2 separate regions of the Ovis aries genome follow, and region 1 is linked to region 2. The links are chromatin contacts, called in public Hi-C maps. All regions are on one chromosome and are shown on one strand. Each heading gives the region's core, a stretch centred on a gene start, on an enhancer-like site or on the middle of the called end of the contact. The rest is flanking DNA. Distances are from core to core; before and after follow the strand shown. Region 1 has its middle 19 kb from the start of NNMT. Region 2 has its middle 20 kb from the start of HTR3A.

Evidence for each region. A called contact is a pair of places that touch in the nucleus more often than the background predicts.
Region 1: a contact with region 2 is called in a Hi-C map of liver, with 6 times the contacts expected there. The contact joins two enhancer-like sites. A contact is called at or near these places in 10 of 16 Hi-C or Micro-C datasets (blood, liver, mesenteric adipose tissue and 5 more).

The regions. Positions count from the first base shown.
Region 1 is chr15:24,507,583-24,512,690 of ARS-UI_Ramb_v3.0, forward strand. No RefSeq gene overlaps it. Among named protein-coding and RNA genes, the nearest start is that of NNMT, 19 kb to the right of the region's middle. Within about 2 kb of position 2,844, at least 11 of the 54 cell types and tissues checked have an H3K27ac peak or open chromatin away from gene starts, as enhancers often do. A contact at or near this core is called in liver, where this site is marked.
Region 2 is chr15:24,236,195-24,241,519 of ARS-UI_Ramb_v3.0, forward strand. No RefSeq gene overlaps it. Among named protein-coding and RNA genes, the nearest start is that of HTR3A, 20 kb to the left of the region's middle. Within about 2 kb of position 1,482, at least 3 of the 54 cell types and tissues checked have an H3K27ac peak or open chromatin away from gene starts, as enhancers often do. A contact at or near this core is called in liver, where this site is marked.

The sequences.
Region 1 (5,108 bases), core at 1,594-4,093, 270 kb after region 2:
CCCCTCCTCTCAGGAGCCAGTATTCTAAGCTGCTGGGTTGGAATGTTCTTCGATTATAACTTGTCCTGATCCCACAGCTGGTGAGTGGCAGGGTCACACCCTGCATCTAGAACTCCCCGTTTCAAATCAGGTTCCTTTTTCCCCTGACATCAGAAGCAGCGGCGAGGGGGGGGGAGGCTCCTGTCTGGTCTTAGAGATATTTTCTACTTTATGCTCACAGCCAAGTGAGTTTCATCTGTTTCTCAACAAGAAGCTGCCCCCCAGTTAAAGGTCCCTAGGTCTGGCAGCCGGGCCTAGGGGAGAAAGGAGTTTGGAGCTGGCAGGGCGGGGGGGGACGCAAGCCCAGCATCATCACTGGCAGAATAAAGCCTTTGTACAAACTGGGATGTTGTGGCTCCTCCCACGCTGCCCTGTCTCAGGGTCTGTCTGCTTTCCTCTCCTTGGGGATAGGAGTGTTTGCCCCGCTGGTAAGTGTAAGCCAGAAAGCCAGACACACTGGCTCAACACCTCTGCCCGAGGCCACCTACCTGACCAGAATAAGGAGGAGGAGAATCCATCTGGTCATAGAGACCTCGCTAAGAACAGAGCAGGCAGGCTGCCCCCCGGGTGTGAAACCAGTGCCAGGCCTCAGGGGCTGGCCTGGCCTCCAGCGGCATCCTGGGCATCAGCGGGAAGCGTCCTCCACGTGATGCCCTCCCAGCACCAGCCCGGCGGTGGGGCCTGATCTCCAGCCTCACCTGCCAGCTCTGGGCGCCGACCCTTCAGCCCCCCTGGTCCGGTGTCTGTGTGTCCCTGGGGTTGCGAGCTGCAAATCGCCTGGAGCTACACTCACCTGCCTGGGTGGGTGGCAGCCCCTCTGCGGGTGGCCGCTCTGTCCGTCTGTCCTTTCTCCTTCCCGGTCTCTGCGCTCCGCTCTGGTCGTTTTCCTTCACCTTCTCGTCTCTCCCTCTCCCCCAGTCCTTCTCCCCTCTCCCCTTCTCTCTCTGTCTCTCCTTCCTTTTGAGGTTCCTTTGGGTCCCATACTCTTTTCCCCTCCCCATGTTTCTCATCTTGGAAAACAACCCTTTGCCCCTTGATTCCGAGCCCCTGCCCCGTTCCTCGGAGCCCTTGGGCCAGGCCTTTTTCCTCCCGTCCCTGCTCATTCCCATGCCCCCCCAACCCCACCCCACCCCGGCCTCCCTGCCCCTCCCCCATGTCCCTCCCCCGCCTCCCCCCCAGGCCTCAGCGTTCTCTTGACAGATGGGAGGGCAGTGAGGGCTCCCTCTTTAAAACAACATTTAATCGCCGTTTTCTGTTCTTGGACATCAAAGCTGGGGCTTAGGCACTGTGCTGGGGTCGCAGTGCGCGGGCTCTGGGGGAGAGGAGGTGAGTGAATAGGGCCGGACTGAATGGGCTTTGTGTGGCCGCTGGGGTCTGCCTGCTTTACGTGCTCTTTGACCCAGATATGATCTCATGGAGAGAGAGGGGCCCTGGCCGTGGCCAGCCTGAAAACGCTCCCTGGCCTGACTCAACCCCCCCCAACCCCCCCGGCCCGCCGCCCCAGCCTCCCTCTCCAGGGCAGGGGGCTGGCCGCCCGCCTGCCTGTGGCCAGCCCAGGTGCAGCTGCCCTCAGCTCCAGCCTTCAGCCCAGGGCCACCTCCTCCAGGACTGGGCTTGCCCAGAGGATGCTCTGCTGGGCTCAGAGGAGGGGCTGGGCTGCTGGCAGGGCGGGGCAGGGGTTCCATTCCTCCTGACTGTGTCTCCGGGGACATTAGGTGGGAGGCTGCCCCTCCCGGCACACAGGCACACTATCCCTTCTTGGATGAGGCTGCTGGAGTTTTGGTGGGTTCTGGGGTCACACGGATCAACCTTAATGGCTCTCCTTTCAGCCGCTCTGAGGGGGCCCCTCCTGCCAGAGGTCGGAGCACCAAGCAGCAGAGCCAGCAGAGGCTTGCTGAAGACTCAGGTTGTGGCGGGGGAGCAGACAGAGCTGTCCAGCTGAGTCCGAGGCCAGGGCGTTCCCCACCCAGGTCTACACTGCTGGGGCTTCTGCCTGGCCTCTCCGGGGCCCCTTGTCCCTACCAGGAAGGCAGGGAACTGAGGAGTACTGACCCCACGTGCTCTTCCTCTCTCCATCCACCCTTGAGTTTGCAGCGGCCCAGATGGATTTCCCAAAAATGCAAACAGCATCACGTCACTCCTTTGATTAAAGTCCCTCGTTACTCTGCAGATGGAGTTCTGACTCCTTCCTTAACAAGGTTTGCAAGACCCTCCATGAGAGAACCTCTGCCGGCCATCCCAGCCTCATCTCAGCATCGCACCCTGCCCTGCCCTTGTCCCCACCTCCCTGGCCCCTGTGCTCCAGACTGCAGAGGGCTTCTGGAAGACACTGAGCTCTGTGCCCCGTGGGCCTTTGCTTGTGCCTTGTGCTCTGGGAACTGCATCACGCATACACACACTGGCCTCGCTTTGGTCTCGGCTCAGGTCCTGGGCAAACCCTAGTTGCCCAGGAAAGCTCTGCAAGGGGCCGCTGAGATGGGGTTCAGTCACCCCTTCCCTCCCTGGTCCCATTGTCCTCATGCGTTATGATAACTCACTTCCTTAACTGTCAACGTTGCCCCAATGCTAAGTTCCTTGAGAGGGGGCATTGTGTGTCTTCATATTCCCAGACCCTGACGCTGTCCGGCATGTAGAAGGCCCCCAGTAAAGCTTTGCCGGATAAACAGATGGGAGAAGGAGGGAAGGAGAGACAGCATCAGCGGCTGAGGTCAGAGGTGCACACCCATGCCGCCCAGGCACCTCCATGAGCGTGCATGTCACCGTGTGCAGACTTCAGTGGAGGCGACCGTGCCTCCCCTCACACGTGCCCACGTCAGTTTAGAGAGACGCCTGAAGAGTCAGCACATAGCCATGTGCAGGGGAGGAGCAGTCAGCCCAGGACAGCGGTGCATCTCAGCCTGGATATCGCTCTGGGTGCATGTGTACGCATGAGCACGTGGGTGTAGACACCTGGTCCCCAGCCACTTTGGGGAGAGGTTATCCCCCAACTCTTGCTGTGGCTCAGACCCAGGCCTGCCATTCCCCGCCTCCCCCCAACCCCAGCCCCTGCCCCTCACATGGGCTGGCGGGAGGGCAGGCTCTTCTCTGGGCTGTGTTTGCTCTCCGGGGGGGCGTCTCAGTGAAAGTGAACTCACTCATTTAAACCTGACTCTGCAGCCTTGCAGCCCCCTGCAGCGCTAATTACCCTGTAGCTCTAAACTGATTGCTGTACACTACGCTTAAGCCCTCCTTTATTTATTTACTGACTACATTAATAGGAAAGCCACTGCTTTCTGCAGCTCACGACTGTACCCGGCTGACACCCCGTTCCTCTGCCACCGCCTCTCCTGGGGGGCGGGGGGTTGGGGGAGGGGTTGGTGATGCAGAGATACAGCCTGGAAGGCCCACCCTCTCCTGGAGATCCTGGGGCCACAATGTGAAAGTCACAGCTTCCGCCTCATACTCCCTGACCCGAGCAGGGGGCTGCTTCTCTTGTTCTGGCTCTTCAAAAGAGCAGGAGCCCAACACCCTGCTTCCCCAGGGGGGTCTGCTATTTGGGGGACTCTTGGAAGCCTCCCTTTCTTCATAGCTCCTGTGAGGTGCTGAGTGCTGGCCACATTTTACGGGTGGGTAAACTGAGACTGTGACTCGTGGTGGTGGCCGGTGAAGGTGAGGCTGGAAGCCGAGATCTGTCATTCCATCAGCTCCGTCTCTTCTCTCCGCCAGGCCACCTCTCTAGGTGACACCCTCCCACTCCTGGCCCGATCAACCCAGGTTGGACCATTTCCATTTAGTGATATGTTTTCACAGCTTCTACTCCTGTGTTGAATCAAAGCCTTTATCTCCCAGCTTTTTCTGCCTCATTCACACGCCTGCCCAGAATTTGCTGGAAACCCGGGCCCTACAGCCTTTCCTTCACTCTCAGTAGCCTGTCCCAGGGCAGACCTAAGGCCAGCCTTAGCCAGAGGACCACGTCCCCCCTGCCATTCACACCTGGGTGGGTCTGGAGAGCGAGGCCAGCTGTGGGCTCCTGCAGGGTGGTGTCATCAGGCTGCCTGGCACTGTCTGCTTCACCAAGTGCCCTCAGGCCCCATGAGGCAGAGCTGAGCCCCGGCCTTGGGGCCTGGCAGCAAATGAAGCCCAGATGGGTCCCATCAGGGTGCAGCATATGGCCCCACGGAATCGAGCACCCAGCTCCACTCTGACTGATGTGTGCTGGCTGCTATTCTGGGCTCCCCCCAAGGAACAGGGGCAACTGAGTCCAGGCTGAAAGAATCTAGTGTCCAGAGTCAAGAGGACCTAGCTCTGAGGCCATTCATCGTGTGACCTAGACCGTAACTCCAAGCGACTCTGAGGTTCTCTGTCCTTAGTGTAAAATGGGGTACAGAAATGCCTGCCCTGTTTACCTTCAGGACATTGCCAACTGAAGCAAGGCATGTGAATCAGCTTTCTAAACACCACGGTGCTATAAAATGAAAGCATAAATTAGTGGGGGAGGGGGGCAGTGGTGCTCATGGCCTGGGCATTCATTTCCAGAGCTAGGGCCCTGCAGCCAGGACCTGGAAGACTTGGGGTGGGTTCCTGGGCTCTCTGGCATCACTGGGACTCTATCACCACCTAGTGGACACTGACTGCAGGTGCCTCTACTGGGCAGGCAGGTCTGGAAAGAGACTGGGAAAGCACATCCCCTTGCAAGGAACTTGGGTTCTTGGGGGGCACCCTGTGCTATACCGAGTCTGAGGTAGGGCTTCCCAGTGGTGCTAGTAGTGAACAACCCGCCTGCCAATGCAGGAAATACAAGAGACGAGGGTTCGATCCCCAGGTTGGGAAGAACCCCTGGAGGAGGGCATGGCAACCCACTCCAGTGTTCTTGCCTGGAGAATCCCCATGGACAGAGGAGCCTGGCGGGCTACAGTCCATGGACCAGGTTTGGCTTCATAAGAGGAGAAAGTGGTCCAGTTTTACACCAGAAAGGAAATGCTAAACTACTTGGGAGATGGTGCAGTTGGATTTTCCAGAAGTTCGCCCGAGTCAGTATTTCTTCCCCGATCCTTTTTCTCCTGGCTGAGCAACTGGCCTTGTCAAATCCA
Region 2 (5,325 bases), core at 232-2,731:
TCCCCTGATTGGAGGGGCGTAGAGGGGTGGGAGGGGGGGATGACGTCGAGAAGGGTCTGGCCGGGGCCCCTCTCAATTGGCTTGGCCTGACACCAGCCCAGTGGCCTGGTCCCCACACTGTCCATCCCGAGCAGTTAGGGCTGGAGCCCAAACAGCGCACACAAACAGCAGATAATTACCTATCAGCTGCAGTACCAGGGGCTGGGAGTTGGGTGGGTTTTGTTGATTTTTTTTTCTTTCGTCTAACTTGGTCCTCTATAATTTAAGCTCTCCCATTAAGGCCTGTGATTGGCTGGCCTTGACTGTCACTGGTAGAGAATTAAACCCTGCTTTTAGAGACCAAGAATACCCTTCTCTGAGACAGAAGCCTGTCCACACGCTCTCTCTCTCCTATCTGAGACCTTCTATCTGGACTTGACCTGAAGGAAGATGGGTGAAGGTTAGACTGCAGGAGAAACCTCCTGAGAGCCATATTCCTGACGTGCATGAGACTGGGAGTCTGAAAGGGAAGAATGGAACCTCGTTTCCTAGAAGCCTTTGAAGAGAGACCTTTATCTAGGTTGGGAAGGGGCAAACCATGGAGAAAACCGCATCATTCTCCTGCCAGAGCTCAAGTTGGGAGAGACCCAGAGCTAGGACACCAGAAGTGTGGTCACCCAATTCCTTTTGCAGTATATTTACTTGGTACAGTATGAGCATGCTGTGTGGAGTGGACTCCCCCACAGTGGAATTTTGGCCCCATCACATGCTCACTGTGAAACCTTGGACAAGCACTTCAGTCCTCCGTGCCTCAATCTTCTCATCTGAAAAATGGGTACACATTAGTACCAGCTCATAGGGTCTGTGGAGAAAGCTGATTTTCACACTCCCAGCTTGGTGCAAAAGCCTAGGGAGGTCGTGAGGCTGGAGTACAGGGATGTTGAGTGGCATATGGACCCTTCCTCGATCTGCTCACATCACATTCTGAATGGGTGAGAACTTCTCCCATTTCCTTGTCTCCGTTTTAGAAATGGGCAGGAGAAAGTGAGCTGGTCACTCGCTCCCTATAAGGCCAGCTCTGTCCACATCAGGCTGAACCCACATCTCTATGTCCTGTTCCTTCCTGTCCCTTTTTCTCCTACTGTTACCCCCTCTGCCCTGCCCTTGAGCACTCCCAGGCTCCTTTGTACAGAGTTCCTTCGTAAAACCACAGCTTCAAGTTCTCCGGGAAAGCCTGTGGCTACTGGGCAACGCTTGGGTGGATTATCCTGATTCGAGTTGGATCTCTTCCCTTCAATTCCACCTCCTGTGTCCCTGTCTGCAAAAATAGATTCTTGGCAGAAGGACACACCATAAGCATGACATTCGGAATCATAGGAGCGTAGGATTCATTTCCATGTGCCCTGAAGAACCCCCGATTCAAAGCTCAGGAAGAAGTACCATCCTAAGGGCCTGGCGTGAGACTTCAGCCAAGGGCAGCCATAACCCTGTCCTTCTAGACTCTGTCCACAAGGTGGCGGCAAAGTCCAGAAGTTCTATGGAGGGGCCTACGAAGCACTTTTTGCCCTCACCTCACCCCGCTTCCCCCCAAATGCCCCACCCCCTCGGGAGTCTCTGAGTCCCCTCTTCTCAAGGCAAGCCCCTTCCTTTTGGCCAGCACCAAGGATCATGTTTCAGAGAGCTCGGTGCCCTGTTTTGACTCTGGGCAGAGGCTGTGCCCATGCTGATCCCTCCGCGGCAGCCTCTTTTGTTTCCGTACTCGGGCCTCGAGCCCACACCAAGCTGCACACCTAGTTTATTTCCCCCTTTCTGCTTGTGTGATGAAGATATCAATGCCTAATGGTGAAAGGAGCCGTTTTAGCTAAAACCGGTACACACACAGGTCCATGGAAGACTCCCCACGTTTCTCTGCTGCCGGTGTCTCTAGGGCCCCAATTCCAGCCCACATGACACACGCTTTGAGATGATCCTCGATGGTCCTGGGAAGGGGCTGCCCAGAGCAGGAGCCGGGAAGGTGTGGGTGGGGGTGGAGGTCAGTAGTTAGAGAAGGTGCGTCCTGGGAGACACTCATCCAGTGCCTCTGGGGTGAGGACCAGAGCTGATGTTGGTCCTGAGCAGAGTTAATGGCATGATTTCTTCGCCCATCCCAGGGCAACAACCACAACCTTTTGCTCTTGCAGCGTGCTGGCTGTATGTATTAGTCTGCCGCTGCTGCTGTAACAAATTACCAATTTATTCATTCATTTCCCCTGTTGATTCTTTTTAAAATTAATTTTTATTGTAATATAGTTGCTTTACAATGCTGTTAGTTTCTGCTGTACAGCAAAGTGGATCCCCTACGCATGTACATATATCTCTTCTTTTTTGGATTTCCTTTCCATTTAGGTCGCCACAGAGCACTAGAGTTCCCTGAGCTGTACCATAGGTTCCCGTTAGTTATCTAATAGTGTATATATGTCAGCCCCCATCTCCAAATTCATCCCACTCCGTTTCCTCCACTTGGTGTCAATACAGTTATTCTCCATGTCTGTATCGCTGTTTCTGTTTTGCAAATAACAAATTGCCAATTTGAAAACACAAATTCCTTATCTTGCAGTCCAAAGTGGATTGGCAGGGCTCTGCTCTTGCTGGAAGTTCCAGGAGACACTGTGTTTCCTTGCCTTTTCTGTAGTCTAGAGGTTGCCTCTATTCCTTGTCTGATGGCCCCTTCCCCCCGTCTCAAAGCCAGGAGTATAATATCTTTCAGATCTCTCTTTCTTACGTGTCTCTCTCTGTTTTACCTCCCTCTTCACTTATAATGACCTTTGTGAATCTGGTGGGCTCACCCAGATGATCCAGAATTAAGTCCCACCCTCAAGATCTTTAAATTAATCACATCTGCAAAGACCCTTTGACTTGTAATGCAACATAATCACAGGTTCTGGGTGTTAGGGAGAAGTTATCTGGGGAGAGGGGCATCATTCTGCCATTTTTAAAGTCTTTATTGAATCTGTTACAATATTGTTTCTGTTTTATGTTTTGGTTTTATGGCCGAGAAAAGTGGGATCTTAGTTTCCCGACCAGGAATCGAACCTACACCCCCATCATTGGAAGGGGAAGTCTTAACCATTGGACCACCAAGGTTGTCACCTTAGGGCTTCTGGAGGCAAAAGATGTTAAACATAGCATGGGGTGAAAAATCACCTCCCTACTAAGACTTTCATAGAGACAAACACATCCTTCTCCTGATTCACCCTCTTTGAGACGGTAGTACAGGCAAGGCGGATGGGTAGAACAACCCCTGGAGGACCTTCCGAGGTTAGGGTCCAGGAAATGGTGCCTTTCCGCTAGGTGACCCTTCATCACGGCCCGAGGTGCCAGCTCTGTGCTCTGTCCTTTTCTCTTTGCTGGCGTATCCACCCCCTGCCCTTTCCACCCAAGGACTCATCTTTCTGCTCTCACCCATGAATCTTGAATCTAGCCACCAGATGGGTGTGTCGCTGGGCTTCAAATTCCCACGAGAAGTCCCCTCTTCGAAAGTCACGTGAAGGTGAGCGATGTGTTCCTCTCGCTGCTTTGGCCTCATTCAGCATGTCTCAAATTTCAACACCCACCCTGTTTCTTTACTCTCTCCAGGACTGTGATTCATTTATTTATTGTCGGGTGATTTCTTTAGCATTTATCCTGACTCCCAGCCCATTAGATGCCCAAGGCAGGTTATCTCTCATTTTGTTCACCACTCACACAGGGCTGGCACATTGTCCATGCTTGGCATTTAGTGGGCAAAAGAGTGAATGAGCTATGGTTGGAGAAAGAGACACCTGGTGTGCAAAGGGGAGCCCTTATCCGCAACCCCTTCTCTAATCTACTCTTCCCCTCCGATGCCAGTTGGGGTAAGGAGCAGGAAGTAAGGTGAAAGAGAGAACCAGGCAGCCAGAACACCACTGGGGAATCGGGAGGCAGGGAATGAAGAGAATGACGCGCTTTCCCCCAGCACCCCCACGCTGTGCCGTAGTTGGTTTGGGGCTGCAGCAGCCAAAATCTGTGCGCTCCCGTAGCCGGGACTCAGGCAGAAGGCAGGTGGGCCCCCCTAGGGTAAAGCAATTGGAGATTCGTTCCCTATGACGAGAAACTCCAAGGTGAGAACAGCAAGACAACTAAGGGAGGAGGCTGGGCCCTGCCCAGACCACATATTTCTCATTCTCAAAGTCAGGAGACCTCTCTGACCACACATGTGCGGAAAGGCTCCTTAGAGGTGAAAGGTGAGCTACCCACAGACTTTAGCTGTGGGCTCCATCTTGGCTAAGAGATGGGCGCACACAATTGGAAGGATCCTGAGATATACCAAATATGGACTGTGACCCAGGGAAATCAAAATGATTGGCCAAAGAAAAACCAGAAGAAATGCCTAATGTAAGTGATTTAAACTATCACTAGGGCGCGACTCAGGGACTCTCCGTCTGAGTCTGCCTGTGTGCCTATCCACAGGTACTGTACTCTTTTTTCCTCTTAATAAATACTTTGCCTGCTTCACTACTTTCTATCTTTGTGGAAATTCTCTTTTGCAAAGCCAAAGGGCCAGGCCCTTGTCACTGACCACTGGTCTAGGGGCTGGGATCTGGTGCTTTCACTGCCGTTAACTGGGCCTCAATCTCCAACTGGAAACCCAAGCCCGGCTCCAAGCTGTTGCAGGCTGAGGGCACCCGAGATCAGGACTGTCTGCCTGTTACTCAGCTCTGTGTCTCCAGGACCAGACCTGTGCCAGGCTCAGGGCGGGAGCTCAGTATTCGAATGAATGAAGGGGTTGGTGATGTGGATTCCATGTGAGTCCCCTTCCGCCAGGATGATCTTGTAATTACCAGCCAGACCAGAGTGTTTCTGTACTGGAAATGGAAGCACAATTAATTATGGAGCCTCTGGTGGGCTACCGTCCATGGGGTCACAAAGAGTTGGACACGACTGAGCGACTAAGCACAGCACGCGTATCAAGGTCACGATGTGGAGTCCTGTACCAAGGTCACAGGATAAAGTCTCTGGAACTGACCAAGCCCCATAGCAACTGTTGCCATGAGTCTCGGATCTAAACCAGCCAGTTCCCTGACCCCATATTAGGTAATATGCCCACCCTATAGCATCCTAACCACCACTTAATGCCACTGTTCCAATAGGAATTGTCTCTGTCTTGAAGCTATAAAAATTGGCTACTGGGCTGTGAAAGGGTTTGGCTCTCCCTTGAGCCAGCTCGATATTCTAACAGCATCTCCCTCTCTAATAAACTTTATTCTCCTCTTATTCTGCCTCATGTCTGGGAATTCTTTTCCAACCTGCGCACAGACCATGACATTAATAATTACACATGGGCTGTCC